2 separate regions of the Rattus norvegicus genome follow, and region 1 is linked to region 2. The links are chromatin contacts, called in public Hi-C maps. All regions are on one chromosome and are shown on one strand. Each heading gives the region's core, a stretch centred on a gene start, on an enhancer-like site or on the middle of the called end of the contact. The rest is flanking DNA. Distances are from core to core; before and after follow the strand shown. Region 1 holds the start of Irx5 (iroquois homeobox 5). Region 2 has its middle 55 kb from the start of Irx6.

Evidence for each region. Hi-C and Micro-C count contacts between places; a contact is called where the count stands out from the background.
Region 1: a Hi-C map of Schwann cells shows a contact between it and region 2, with 7 times the contacts expected there. The contact joins the promoter of Irx5 here to the enhancer-like site in region 2. A contact is called at or near these places in 3 of 12 Hi-C or Micro-C datasets (Schwann cells, frontal cortex and mammary epithelial cells) and 1 of 1 datasets of contacts at active chromatin or transcription factors (oligodendrocytes).

The regions. Positions count from the first base shown.
Region 1 is chr19:30,812,334-30,819,362 of GRCr8, forward strand. It overlaps Irx5 (iroquois homeobox 5), which reads right to left and starts at 2,497. Exons shown (of 3, transcript NM_001030044.1): 1 at 2,252-2,497; 2 at 757-1,162; 3 at 1-605. The coding sequence starts at 2,497. It overlaps Crnde (colorectal neoplasia differentially expressed), which reads left to right and starts at 4,527. Exons shown (of 3, transcript NR_132649.1): 1 at 4,527-4,958.
Region 2 is chr19:30,451,122-30,457,384 of GRCr8, forward strand. No RefSeq gene overlaps it. Among named protein-coding and RNA genes, the nearest start is that of Irx6, 55 kb to the right of the region's middle. Within about 2 kb of position 4,535, at least 40 of the 93 cell types and tissues checked have an H3K27ac peak or open chromatin away from gene starts, as enhancers often do.

The sequences.
Region 1 (7,029 bases), core at 1,247-3,746, 360 kb after region 2:
GAAGGAGCCATAGTTCGTGTAGCCCGGATAGAAGGGCGCCGTGTAGTAGAGAGGCCGGGACAGCACGGTCCCGCCAGGAAAGGGACACTGCGCCGAGGGTGAGCGTGCGGGCGCCGGAGCAGGAGAAGCGCGGCTGCCTCCAAGGGTTTGCCCGCCTATGGGCCCGGGGCACGGTGGGCACGGAGAGCCCTCGCTCCCTCCGCCCCCGTCCTTGACCTTGTCCGAGGATGTGGCTATCTCTGCCAGAGACCACAGTTTGGGCTTGGCTAGCACGGCCGGAGGCGGTGGCGGAGGTGGCGGTGGTGAGTGGATGACCGAGGATCCGCCCGAGCCGGGGGGCAACTCTCCGGCTGATGGGTGCGGGCCGGGCGCCGGCGCACCCGCAGGGTAGTGAGGACCCGCATCCTCCGCCAGACGCGCAGTTGCGGGCCCAGCCGGGGAGGGCTCGCCTGCACGCGGGGGCCTGGGCAGGTCATCGTGGCGGCCTTCGGAGGGCGACTCTTTAAAATCCGAGTCGCTGAGGCTGCCTTCAGTTTCCTTGCCGGCGGGGCTGAGCGGCCCCTGCAGCCGTTCGCAGCCCGCAGCCGCCTTCTGCTCTGTTCCTCCTGTGGGCAAAACCCAGGCTGTCAGAGGAGTGGAGGCCACGCGGCCCGGCCCGGGTTCCTGCCAGCAGAGGCAGGGACCCGTGCGCGCCCCCTCCAGGCCCCCTTTGCCTTTCGAGTCCCTCTCAACACACCCTTTCCCGCATCCACCAACCTGCTTCGGGGCCCTCGAGGTCGCCCTTGTCCTCGGGCTTCTGTGGCTCGTCCTCGTCGTTCTTTTCCAGATCAATGTTCTCCTCCTCCTCCTCGTCCTCGCTGCGGTTCCGTGGCGTCCACGTCATCTTGTTCTCTTTCTTGAGGCGCCGGCGCGCGTTGGCGAACCAGGTGGACACCTGGGTGAGGGTCATTTTGGTGATGATGGCCAGCATGATCTTCTCGCCCTTAGTGGGATACGGGTTCTTTCGGTGCTCATTGAGCCAGGCCTTGAGAGTGGCAGTGGCGTCCCGAGTGGCGTTCTTCCGGTACGCGGGATCCCCATAAGGATAGGAGCCCAGAGGTGCGGCGTAAGGGTGATATCCCAAGGAACCCGCCATACCGGGAGTGTGGTCATAGGGAGAGCCCTGTGGGGGACAGGCAGAGATTAGGTGAGTGAGGGTATGGGCTACATGGCCACCTAAAAGGCTGAAACCCACTTGCCCTCTGTCCCTGGTTCTGCGTGCCAGCGCGGCCCGCACTCCAGCTTCCCCTGAGGCAGACAGAGCTAGCTAGTTAAAACACAAGACCACCTTCCCCCTCCTCCGAAGGCAGCAAGACCCCCAATTTCTAAATCTGGCCCTTGGGGACCCCAGAGGCTGTTCAGAACTTAACACACCACCTTGGAGGCCACTGTCTGCTGGGGAACCTCGGTGCCCAGGTCTCAGATCTGGCCTCTACGGAAGGGCCCACGGTTCTCTTAGAGGCCTGAGCAGCCTCAGCAGCGACTCAGAGCTCTGCTCCAGAGTGGCCGCATGTTGGGCTCAAGGGGTACAGCAAGGGAAGTAAAGGCTCTTTCTTTAATCTTCAAAGAAACCCTACAGACAAGCTGAGCCTCAGTAGCCTGCACACCGACGGTTCAAAAATGCTATCCCTAACCGAAGCCGTTGCGCTTTTCCAGAAAGCACACCCTGCCGTAAAAACCCGGATACACCGCACCTCGCTGGACGTTTCAGAAATTTAATACTTTCAAATCGGATTGCGAAGATAGGATTACGGATTTGCAACATTTTGGGGGATTAATTAAAGGCGGGGCCAAACACATTTACATAGATTTAGCATGCTGCTACTGTTCAGAATTCGGGTCTGCTTCTTTTGAACTACTTTTCCAACATGGCAAAACCAAAAGAAAGAAAGAGGAAGAAGAAGAAATTTGCGGTCTGTCCCAGAGCTCTGGGGCAAATGTTGTTCTTCATAGCAAAGACCAATCCCCCCTCCCCCGCGCCCCAAACCTTTCCCTTCAGCTCGGCGATCCCAGCAAGACGCGGCTTTCGCTAGAGTGATTCCGGAGCCCGCGGCTCGAGTAAAGCCGAACAAGACAATCGCTCAAGTTTGCAAGGGCCGCAAAGCTTGGCGGGTGAGGTGGCGCCTAGGCCCGTGTCCACCGCAGCCGGGCTCTGCAGGCCTGGCCCCGACTGCCCGCTTGCCAGCCCGCCTCGGACCCAGCTCACACTCACCACGTACGAGAAGGCGGCGGCGGCCGCAGCCGCGGGATCGGCACCGTACTGGAGGTGCGAGTTGTAGCCCGGCGAGGGAGCCGTGAAGGCAGTGGAGCCAGCGTAGGGCGAGAATGCGGAGCCCGAAGAAGAGCGGCCGAGCTCATCCGTGCGGGGCCCCGAAATGACGCTGGTGCTGTATGCGGGGCACGAGTAGAGCGCCAGCGAGGCGGACGGCTGGTACAAGTAGCCCTGCGGGTAGGACATGGCCACACACGGGCATGGGGCGCGCCGCGCCGCGGCGGCCAACGAGCCGGGCGGCGCCCTGAGAGGGCGAGCGAGTGGGCACCTGGCCTCTGGCTGCCCCGGGCCGCAGCTCTTCGAGTCTCGGCTCCCGGGCTCCGGCCCGCGGCGCCTCCTGGTTGGCTTCCCGCGCGCCTCCGGCTGCGACCGCCGCGCCCGCTCCTCTGCGCGCCCCGCTTGCCCGGGCTAGGCTTTCTCTCCCCCCACCCCCCCTCCCTCGCTCTTTGCACCGGGGGGCTCTGCTTTTGGCTTTGCAAAGGTCCTGCCAAGATGCTAAGTTGGAAATTGAGGATTCTGACGCCTTGTGCGCGCGCGAAGCTCCTCCTTCCCGGGGTGTAGTCGGTGGGGGGACTGGCAGGAGCCTCTGGCCGGCGGCAGCCAACCCGGCCGCCAGGCGCGTCTCGCCCTCTCCCTGTTCCTCCCCGGCTCCTCTCCCGCTCACTGGCGCTCCCCTCGCCCCTCCCTAGCGCCCGCCTCTCCACCGCCACCCCCCTCTCCTCCTCTGCCCGGCCTCCCCCTCCTCCCTCCCCGACTCTTCCTCTCCTTCTCTCTCAGACTCTCGAGCGCCGGCCCCAGGATGACAATCACAGCCCAAGCACGCCGATCGCTTCCAACTTTCTTCTCCTCTTTCTAACTCTGGGCGGAGCGGCAATCTCGACGCACCACTGGCCCTGGTCGTGGCTTGGGCCGCTCGGCAACACAAAGGGAAAGATGCGGAGGGCTGCGCTCGGGAGAACGCTCTGTGCCCTCCTCGCCAGTGAGAATAGCGAAGTTGGTGGACGTCTTGTTCTCCAGAAAACTGGGCTGGGAGGTGGTTCTTCTCCCTCCTGCCGGAGGTCTCTAGGTTGAGCTGGAGACCTGGAATTCAGGTCCCAGGGAGAGTCGATGGATGCCGCCTCCCGGGGCACAGCGAAGCCGGGGTGACCGCCTTTCTGCGCCAGCCGCTGCAGCAGGTGGGCAAGAGCCAGGCCTAAGCTGAAGGACCCAAGCCGGGCCTTCCATCCACCAGCCTAGAGGAGGCGAGAGAGGAGACTCTGGGGTCTCTGGCGGGGGTTGTGGCTTTTCTCTGGAGAGAGGAAAGCAGTGGGCAAGAATGCCCGACGGAGACGCTGTTCTACTCGAATAGGTCCCCCAGAAGCCCCCGGCCCCATTGCCATCCCACGTAGCGTTGCCTGCTTCTCATGGCTGGCCACGGGCACCTCGCCCTGTCAGATCTTTGGGGCCGGAGGGTGTGGGATCTCGTCCCTTTTGTTCCACTAAATCGCCTTCCCCCTCTCTCGCCTTCGCCCCAGTTCCACTGCAAACACTGGGCAGAACAGTGTCCAACCCAACCGCTGTTTGTTTAGCGAGGCGCTGGCCAGGCGAATACACATCACAGAGTCACAGGCAGAGTTCTCGGAACGCGCCCCCCCCCCCCGCGCGCAACCTCCCACGGCCACACAGTGAGAAGGCAAAACAGACCCTCGCCCCTGGTCTCCACCTCCCGCCGCCGCAAATTACAGACGCACTGAAGCTATGGGACAGACAGGGGCGCTGGTGAACCAGGACGGACGGCCGCAGAGTGCACACACCAAACATTTTGTGGCCTTTCACAACCTCGCCACGCTCAGGCCGGAGCGTAACTATATACAAATTTTCCTGCAATGATTCTCTCTGGCCCGCAAACAGTTTGATTAGCTAGGGCCGTGCCCCTCCCCCCCCCGCCCCCCCACTGACTGCACAGGGACCCTCACCGCGGCGCGCTTTTACGCACGCGCGCAGGCTGCCCCCTTACTTAGCACTCAGGCTACAGGTTCCGCCCCCAAGAGGTTGGACCCCCGCGGACTACATTCTCCAAGAACCTCTAGGCCCATCCCGCCCTCCCCGGACACAGCTTCACCTCTGATTGGGCGTCGGTATCCATTAGCCCCACCTCTGGATGACGTAGTCCGCTTCCCTCAGAGTGCTAGCGTCGAGGGGGCGTGGCTGGGAGGGTCTTCGTCTGCGTATTGTCATGGAGACCAGAAGCGGTCCGCCGCTGAGGCGGCGGGCTGTGAGCTAGGCTGACAGGGTTGCGGAGCCGGAGCCCCGGGGAGCGTGAAGCAGCCTGAGGCTGCCTCTCCGGCTAACCATTCGGGGTTCGGGGCAGGCCGGAGTTCTACAGGGAGCGTCCCCGCCCCGACGCGCGGGTCCCCGCCTCCCGCGGCCGTACCGCCCCCCGGCTCCGCCCGCTCAGCCGGACTAACGGTCGGCGCGGCCTGCCACGAGGGAGCGTCCGCGGCCCGCGCAGAGCCGCGCACCAAGCGGATGGCGTGGACGCAGCCGGGTCGGGCGGTCTGCGTGCGAGCAGGCGCGCGTGGGCGTGTCTCCCTGGCCCACGCGTGTCCCGGACATCAGTGTCTCGGCTCTGGTCCAGGACGAAGACTTCTGAAAGCGAGCCAAGGAGGTTTGTGCCACCGAGAGCCCAAGTCTGTCACGCGGACATCCTCATTACATAATCCTGCCACTTGGGCGGCTTGGTTGTTTCTGTCTCCCCCTCCCCATCTTACTCCCCACTCTATATTTTTCTACTCTCTTCTTTTTGGTGTGAAGGACAAGAAAGAACCCCGCAAGACATGGAAACATTTAGAATTTATGTTTTTGTTTCGGTGGTTGTCACCTCCGCTTTACATCAAATTTAAGGCTCATTTCTTAAGGATGTCTCTATTTTCTGCTTTATTTGCACACTGATGGCTCTGCCGCTCTGCTGGCCTTGGCCGCCTATGTCTGATACAGAATCGTTTTTAATAAGTTAGGAAAGGCTAAAGCTGATCATTAGCAGGCAGACAGAATTCAGATAGCATCTGGCGTCCTCTCTCCCTGTTTAGAAGAAAGCTTGTATATTCTCTCTTGGTAAACACATTCTTGTTGGTAAACACAAGGTTTTAACTTTTTATCTTGATACTAGGGGAGGATCCACAGTCCACTCCCCGCCCCCACCCTCACACACTCATTTCTCCTTTCTGTTCAATGAACTTTTCCATTTGGGAAGTTGCTCACTTTGTTAGCTGTAGTTGGGGGGTCTCTTGTCGCTGAGGATCTTTATACACCAGCAGAGGTAGGACCTATATTCCCTCAAGCAAAGTCGCTAAGACGTTATTTCCCTTACTGCTGCATTCGTATATTTCTAAACGTTGTACTACGGATAGGTTACTCTGGTTGTTTTTAATGTAGGCTTGTTAAGCTTCACTTAAAAACTTGCCAAGGGTTTATTGGTTTGTCATGTCTGCAAGGATCCAGTTATGCCTAGCTCTTAAAACATAGAGCTTTAAAATAAGACCCACGATTGTGCTGCCAAGATCTGGCATGGAGCTGGCTCTTCAAGTTCTGGACAAGTCGGGCTGTCATTGTTTCTATCAAGTGCAAAGGAGGTGACGCCTGTTTATTTAGTGTAATGGCTGTTTACAGTTAAAACTTTAAAGACTTACAAACGTAGATCTGCTGGGTTTTAAAGATCTCATCGTTCTTGTGGCAGAGACACAACACCGGCATCAGGAAAGGCAACAGATTGCTTCTGTCCTGTCGCTTTGCCGTTTTCAAGTGTACTTAAAGGATTATGATTGATAAGGCTGGCTTGCTGGAGAATGTTGACACAGGTGTGCATCGTTATCTTAATTAAGATCCAGAGAAAATGTTGTCTATGAGCGGAGACTCGAGAAGAGGGCATGATTTTGTACAGTTTTTCTTTTGGAGACTTTAATTGCTCTTGAAACCTGTCTTTGAGCATCCAGATTTTGCGAGCAGTTTGGCAGCCGAAGTTTTAGAGAGGAATGATAGTCTAATGCTAAGTGTTCTGGCATGTTCTGATACTACTTGTGGCTTTTTGGCAATACTTTGTGTCGGCTTTCTTTGTGCTCTGTCTTTGTGGAGTAAGGGCTCCCAATTTCTAAAGCAAAGCATAAAATAGAGGGCTGTATTGTTAGGCAGACCATCATTAGTGGTCAGAACCAATCTGTTGAGGAAGACATGTTTAGTATACAAGAAACAGGGAAATACTGAAAAGGTGGTAGAGGAGAAATGTACCCCTTTTAAGGTCTGAGGAAGGAAACAGTCCTCCCAAGAGCACTGGTGATGTAAAATAATTCTCTTTTCGTTTTTTCAAGTGCATAGCTGCAGTGTTTATGGAATGCCTCCTTTTCGTTTGTAGAAACGAGGGAAACTTTCACTCCTTCCAGATTACTGTATTACATATTTTAACTGGTGAGCAAGTGATGATACAGTATTAGTTTAGTACACAGATGAGTACCTGGGTACTCATTAAAATAATATCATCATCCTCCACTAGCAATCAGTGTGAAAACGACGACAAAGAGGGGGATGCTGGTGGCCACTTACCCTCTGCTTACCTTGCACCTCAGACCCTTTAACATAAGTGCTACATTAAAATTTTCCCTCCTCTTTGTAGCCCGACATTTCCTGGAAGCTGGCTGTCAATCAGCATTTGTGCAAGATGTGTGCACGCTTTCCTTTAATATTAA
Region 2 (6,263 bases), core at 3,285-5,784:
AGACTTATGAGAGGACTGGAGAGATGGCTCAACTGTTGAAGGCTAGGGTCAGAACCAAAAATTATAAAAAGCAATAAAAAGTCATATTTAGGAAGAATTTGATAAAAGAACTGATTAAGATATCTACCTGAAATTAACAAGCAAGTTATAAAACATAAAATATCATATATATATGTACAAATTTATATTTGTATGCATACATATAGACATATATAGCCTTAGAGGAAGAAAGATTGAAAAGATAATATCTAGACTGTTAATTATGACTATTTATGGATTTGGAGACTAGATAATTTTCATATATACATACACACATATGTGTATACACATATATACATACATACATACATACATACATACATACATACATACATACATACATATATACACACATGCATTTTCAATCATGGTGTTAACCAGGCCTGGCGGTGTGTGTCTGTATTCCCAGTACTCAGGAAGCTGAGACAGGAGGATACAAGTTTGAGACTAGCTTATAATAGCAATCACGGCTGTTACTTGTTTGAGGATCAATTGCATACCAGGCATTGTGATAAGCTCTCTGCTTAGACTGCTCCATCACAGAGCTCCCTCGTAGATAGATGGATGGTACTGTACCTACCTGAGAGACGAAATGAAAAAGCTGTGCCCACTCACAGCTCAATCCTCTCCTCTTGGCTACAGGGCTGACAGCAAGAGGCGAGAGCTTTCTGCAACACGGGTTGCCATGGGTGGGCTGCAGAGCAGGGTCTATGAAGAGAACTGGAGGTCTCTGTTTGCCAGGCCATCACTGTGATTTCATGCTCAATGGGGTGTGGGTTCTGAGCCGATGTCCCTGAAAAGCAGAGGCCGATCACTGTACGGAGTTCCTGTTAGTTCCTGTTCTGTTTGCTTGTACAACCTTAAGCATGTCCCTTGTTGTTTCTGGGCCTCAGTTTCCAGCTACCCTGAGGCTCTATGATTTGGCTCGTGAAAGGTCTAAAAATAGCCAAGGAACACAGCTAAGAGTGGAGCAAGACTCTCATGGCAGATTAAGTCCTCGAATGCACTTCAAGACATGTTGGGGCTGGATACATGCCTATGACCCTATAATAACAACAATGTGCCCTGGATGTGAGTTTCAGGCTACCCTGGGCTACACAACAAGACTCTGTGACAAACGTACTCTGCTGAAAACCCATGGCTGGCTGGAGAGATGGCTCAACAGCTAAGAGCACCTACTACTGGGCAGAGCACCTAGGTTCAGAGCCCAGCGTCAACACTGGGTGGCTAACACACCTAATTCTAATCCTAGAGGATACCTCCTGACCTCCTCCATCACCTGCATGAACATGGTGATCATGAACTCGTACACACACACACACACACACACACACACACACACACACAAGCAAAAATAGTGAACACACCTTTAGCACAAAAACAAACAAACAAACAAAAGATTCACAACCCACGGAGCCCTTCCAAGTGTCAGTAACTTTCATTCACTCACTTAGTCATTTGAATAATCAGTGTCCTTAATTTCAGGCAAGGGATCTGCTGGCTGAAAAGTGAATTTTGGTTTCTTCTAATCCTAGAGAGAAAAATTGTATGGGGGGCTCACAAAAGGAGGAACATCAAAACCTGATTAAAATATAGTGAAATATAGTGGCATCCCTCCTTCTGAACTACTCCGGAGGAGAGGGTGAGAAATAGCCCTCATCTAGCAAGCTTTCAAGAAGTGGAAGGGCCTGCGCTGAGGTCAGCAGGTGATTGTGTGCCCTGCCCCACCTGGCCTGTCGCTCAGTCCCACGCACACTGATGAAGTGCATGTTATTACTACTGGTGTGTATTTTAAGTTGGGGCAGGAATTGAAAGGTCAAGAAAGCAAGGCCCTCAAGAATATATACACGGCTGCTTCCAGTGGCTGTTTGAGCTTCATGCTCAAACCCTCTCACAAGTGCTAAGGAACTATTTGATGAGTGACTAATTCTCTCCAGAGGCAACCCTGAGATCTTCCTGGAAGAGGAAGCCACGATCTGGAGTCTGGACACTAAATCCCTCACTTGGGCCGCCAAGGCCTGCTTCCTGTGTTCTCTGTCCAGCTGCACCCTTTCCCAGGATGACCTCATTTGTGCGGGGACTCAGGTCAGTCACTATCTTTGCCGCTCACCATCCTGGCCTTCCTTTCTCTTTGTCCCTTCTCAGCTGACCTATTTCTGGTGCTTAATTACAGTCCTGCTATGCAGACAATGGCGATGCCATCCTTCTCAAAAGATGATTGTGTCTGCTTGCTCTTTTGTCCCGAGCGGGGAGACAGGCAGCCCATCTGATCATCAAAAGGAGGGCTGTTAGTTGGCAGCCATTTCAGGAGGTGTTGAATGATGCTGGCTGTCACCGCCCTTACGGCTCACCCAAGTATCGGGTGCGGCTTCCGATTCGCTCGCTCCCCGAAGGATATCCTATTAAACTTATTACACTCTTTAGACCCGAGTGCTTTACTTAAAACAAAGCAAAAAACTCTTTTCAGCATGTACTTGAGTATTTCGTGTGTGTGTGTGTGTGTGTGTGTGTGTGTGTGTGTGTGTGTGTGTGTGTATGCACGTGTGTGTTTTAATGACAGGAAAGGAGAGCTTTGCCCAGCAGGAACAAATTTAGGCCCTCAACAATTGTGCTTGGAACTATGCTCCTGTGTTCAGCTGGAGGAGGTGCAGCAGCTCAGCAAACTGCGGACTTTGCCGGTCTCCATTGGCAACACAAACGCAAGACACTGAAACTTTTCAAGGCCCTTCAAATTCCACAAGACCTAGGGTGCCAAGTCAGGGCAGGAAGCCATCAGCCCCAAAGGCAGGAAAGAATAGCAACAACTAAAAATAAATAATATTGTTACATACAAAACTAGAGATATTGTATTTTTAACAGCCAAAAAAATTATAGGCAGTGTGGAACATGAGTATATTTTGATATACATGATACTGCCCAAGGGCATTCAAGAGAAGGCTTGGCAGGCTAGTGGGGGAGGGGGCTTTGAAGGGCTGCTGGCCACAGGTTTGTCTTTCTCCTTTCTCTATCTTTTGGCTTCCTAGAAGCCATCTGGAACGACCCAAAGAGAAGCCTTTTGTATGGTTCAGGAGAGCTTTTATTTCCCGTCATAAATCAGAGAATTGGAACTCCAGTGGCAAGAGGAAGATTTAAGAATTAAAATGATGAAAACTTACAAGATCTTCCCAACAGGATGGTAATTGCACCACTAATCCCTTTTGTTGCAGAAGCTTCTGTATTTGGGTGACCTTGGCTTCCATTATGTACTGTTACCTTTGGCTCGGAATCTATAACTCAGGGGACTATTAATTATCTCTCCGTAAGTGCTGGCAAGAGTGAGGGGCTTTCTAAGAGTAAATGCCTTATCGATACCGAGTGGAGTGGCTCGGCCACTAGACGGCTCTTATCAGCGATTAGAGTTCAACAGCCCACCCTCAAAGCCTCAAAGCCAGGAGATTACTCCTGCCTGGGCTCCCGCACCAACTCAAACTTTTCTGATCACCACAACCTGTCCGTGATTTGCTCCAGCTCGTAAAACAAAAGAGTTTATATATGCAATTTAAACACACCCCCCTTTTTTTTAATCACCCAAATCCCTGGGGCTGTATTCTTCAGCTAAGAGTTGGATAAAGATAAAACACTCTGTTTTTAAATATTGCTTTTTCGGAGTGGTTTTTTTCCCCCAATGTATAGTTTAAGTTCACAGAATCATATCTTTTTATCTTTTTTTTTCCTTTTTTTTTTTTAACAGGAGCATGGGAAGGGAAAGCATAGACAATCCCAGTTCAGTAAAATGTTCAGTATGTTGGGGGTTACACAGAGGTTTTTGTTTTTATTTTTAGTGTGTGTGTGTGTGTGTGTGTGTGTGTGTGTGTGTGTGTGTTAGAGAGCATCTCGTGTCAAAGGAGTGCATTTCATTTCCCATCTTCGTCTTTAAAGGCCTCACTCAAATCTGGGTTCTGGCTACTCCACGGCATCCCCGGGAGACTTTTACCCTTCGATTTTAATCTTTAGTTACAGCCGAAGAAGAACGATTCCAACTCCGAGAAGTTCTCAGCAGTCATGCCTAACCCCAAAGCCAAATTTCCATTTTCCCTCCTAATGCCCTAATTGAATTTAGGCCCCGCCGGTTGTGTTTTGCATAGGCACCCACCCCACATCAATGGCACCCGTTCAAAAGGAGACTTATGGAGTGGATCAGATAAATAAGGACTGCAAATGTGCTGATTTACCCCAGCTTGTAAAACAAAACAATTTACGTATACAATTGAGACATTCTTTCTAGTTTTTCATAAACCACATCCCTTGGGTGTATAATTGAGATTTCCTTGCCACCCAGAGAGGGTGAGATAGTCCTCCGGGGCTTTATTCCTCTTATGTCTGAGAGCCGGCTGGAGCTCGCGCTGGGAGCTGCTTCCTGCTCCGCAGAAAGAGGTGCAACAGCCTGGGTTGGTCAGTGTTGCTGCGGCTGCAGCTTCCGTCAAGTGCTAGACCCAGTCCACGACGCTAGGGAGCAGGCTGACACCAGGATACGGCAGGCACCGTGTCTGGAAAGGCAGAAGCCCCAGCAAGCCGTCTGTTTCTGTAGGCTGCGAGAAGGAAAAGGAGAGCCCAAGGAGGCCATGGGCTATGCGCTGCAGCTCTTGCCAGCTCGAGCTATGCTGTGCTGTGAGATGTAAAGGCAGCTCACACAGAGGGATACTTTCTGTGGCTGAGCCCTGTGGCAGAGGAGCAGACCTTTCCTACAGGGGAAGCTGTGGCCGTTTGCTTCAGAGACCGGAACACTTTTTCCCAATTGGTTCCAGAAGAGTAACAATAACGTGACTGACTCATTCTACCAGGGGAGGAGACAGAAAAGGGTAGAACTTCGGAATCAGGTCCTGTGATGGACTATCAGAACACAGTTGAAACAAATAAATTAGATTGTCAAGTAGAAAAGGCAAATTGGAGAACCATGGAGGCGCATGTGGGTGTTAGGCATTGGCTATGACTGGGTGCACCAGGAAAACATAGAATCAGAAGCTAGAAGGCAGTCCAGGCGCTGGGGAAGGAAGAGAAGAAGGTTAAGAATCTGAACAAGAGGGGTTTGGGGATTTAGCTCAGTGGTAGAGCGCGTTCCTAGCAAGGCCCTGGGTTCGGTCCCCAGCTCCGGAAAAAAAAAAAAAAAAGAATCTGAACAAAAAAGAATCTGGATGTAAAGTTTATTCCTCTTATGTTTTATTGTTTTATTTCTTACCAAAATAAGCCAAGGCAAATATGACTAGGGAACTTGCATTTTTATGACTTCACACTTTTTATATTTAAAGCAATATGTTTTCTAGGAAAAAATAACCTGATGTATATACAGGCCACTTTGAATATGGCTCAAACCTTAGGTCTAAAACCCCAGCCAGAATACAGCTCAAAAGTTATAGAAGTCATTCACCTTTCTAATTTCAAATTGCACCATTTGGGTGTAATCGAGTCTCTTTTCTCCTCCGCCCCTCTCCTTTTAGTCAAATTAAACTTATTGATTAGAGCCCATTAGTATGTAATGGATTGTTAATTTGACTCTTTTTACAAATCATATTTATCTGCACCAATAAAATATTTGGATTTAACATTCATAGATCACATTTATGGTGACGCTGATTGAAGGCCAAGCAATTGGAAGGGGAAGCAGACACCTTGTCCTTCGTGCACGCCAGGGAAGTGTGACTTGGTGCCCTGAACACAGGTGGACACTTAGGAGTGAGGTGAATTGCAGAGAAGGAAAGACAGTTGCCCCCTCCCCCTCTTTTTTCCAAGCTGGAAAGCCCACATAGTGTTTGCATATTCTTCTGCTGAAATGGGGGCACCCCAGGGTGTTGCTACTGAAGTTATTAAACTGTTGCTGTAAAACTACCTGTTAGGAACAACAACAACAACAACAACAACAACAACAACAACAACAACAACAAAAAAAAAACCCGGCTGAACATCCACTCAAACTGAGGGACCCCACACTCGTCTCTCCTGTAGAGAGAAGGGGGCTGAAGAAAGTGTGACCCACCTTCCTCTGTCCCTTCCGGTAGAGAGCACTTAGCAAGGAAGCTGCTTAGAGGGAAAACAAACATGGTTTTTGTGTATTTTAAATAGAAATCAACTGAATCCCGCCGATGACGAGGCTTTTGGGAGTACGGGGTGTAATACTACACATCACTGCCCGTTACAGTGTGTCTAGTCTTTGCGTAAACCTGGAGTGACAAGAAAACATCCACTTAATG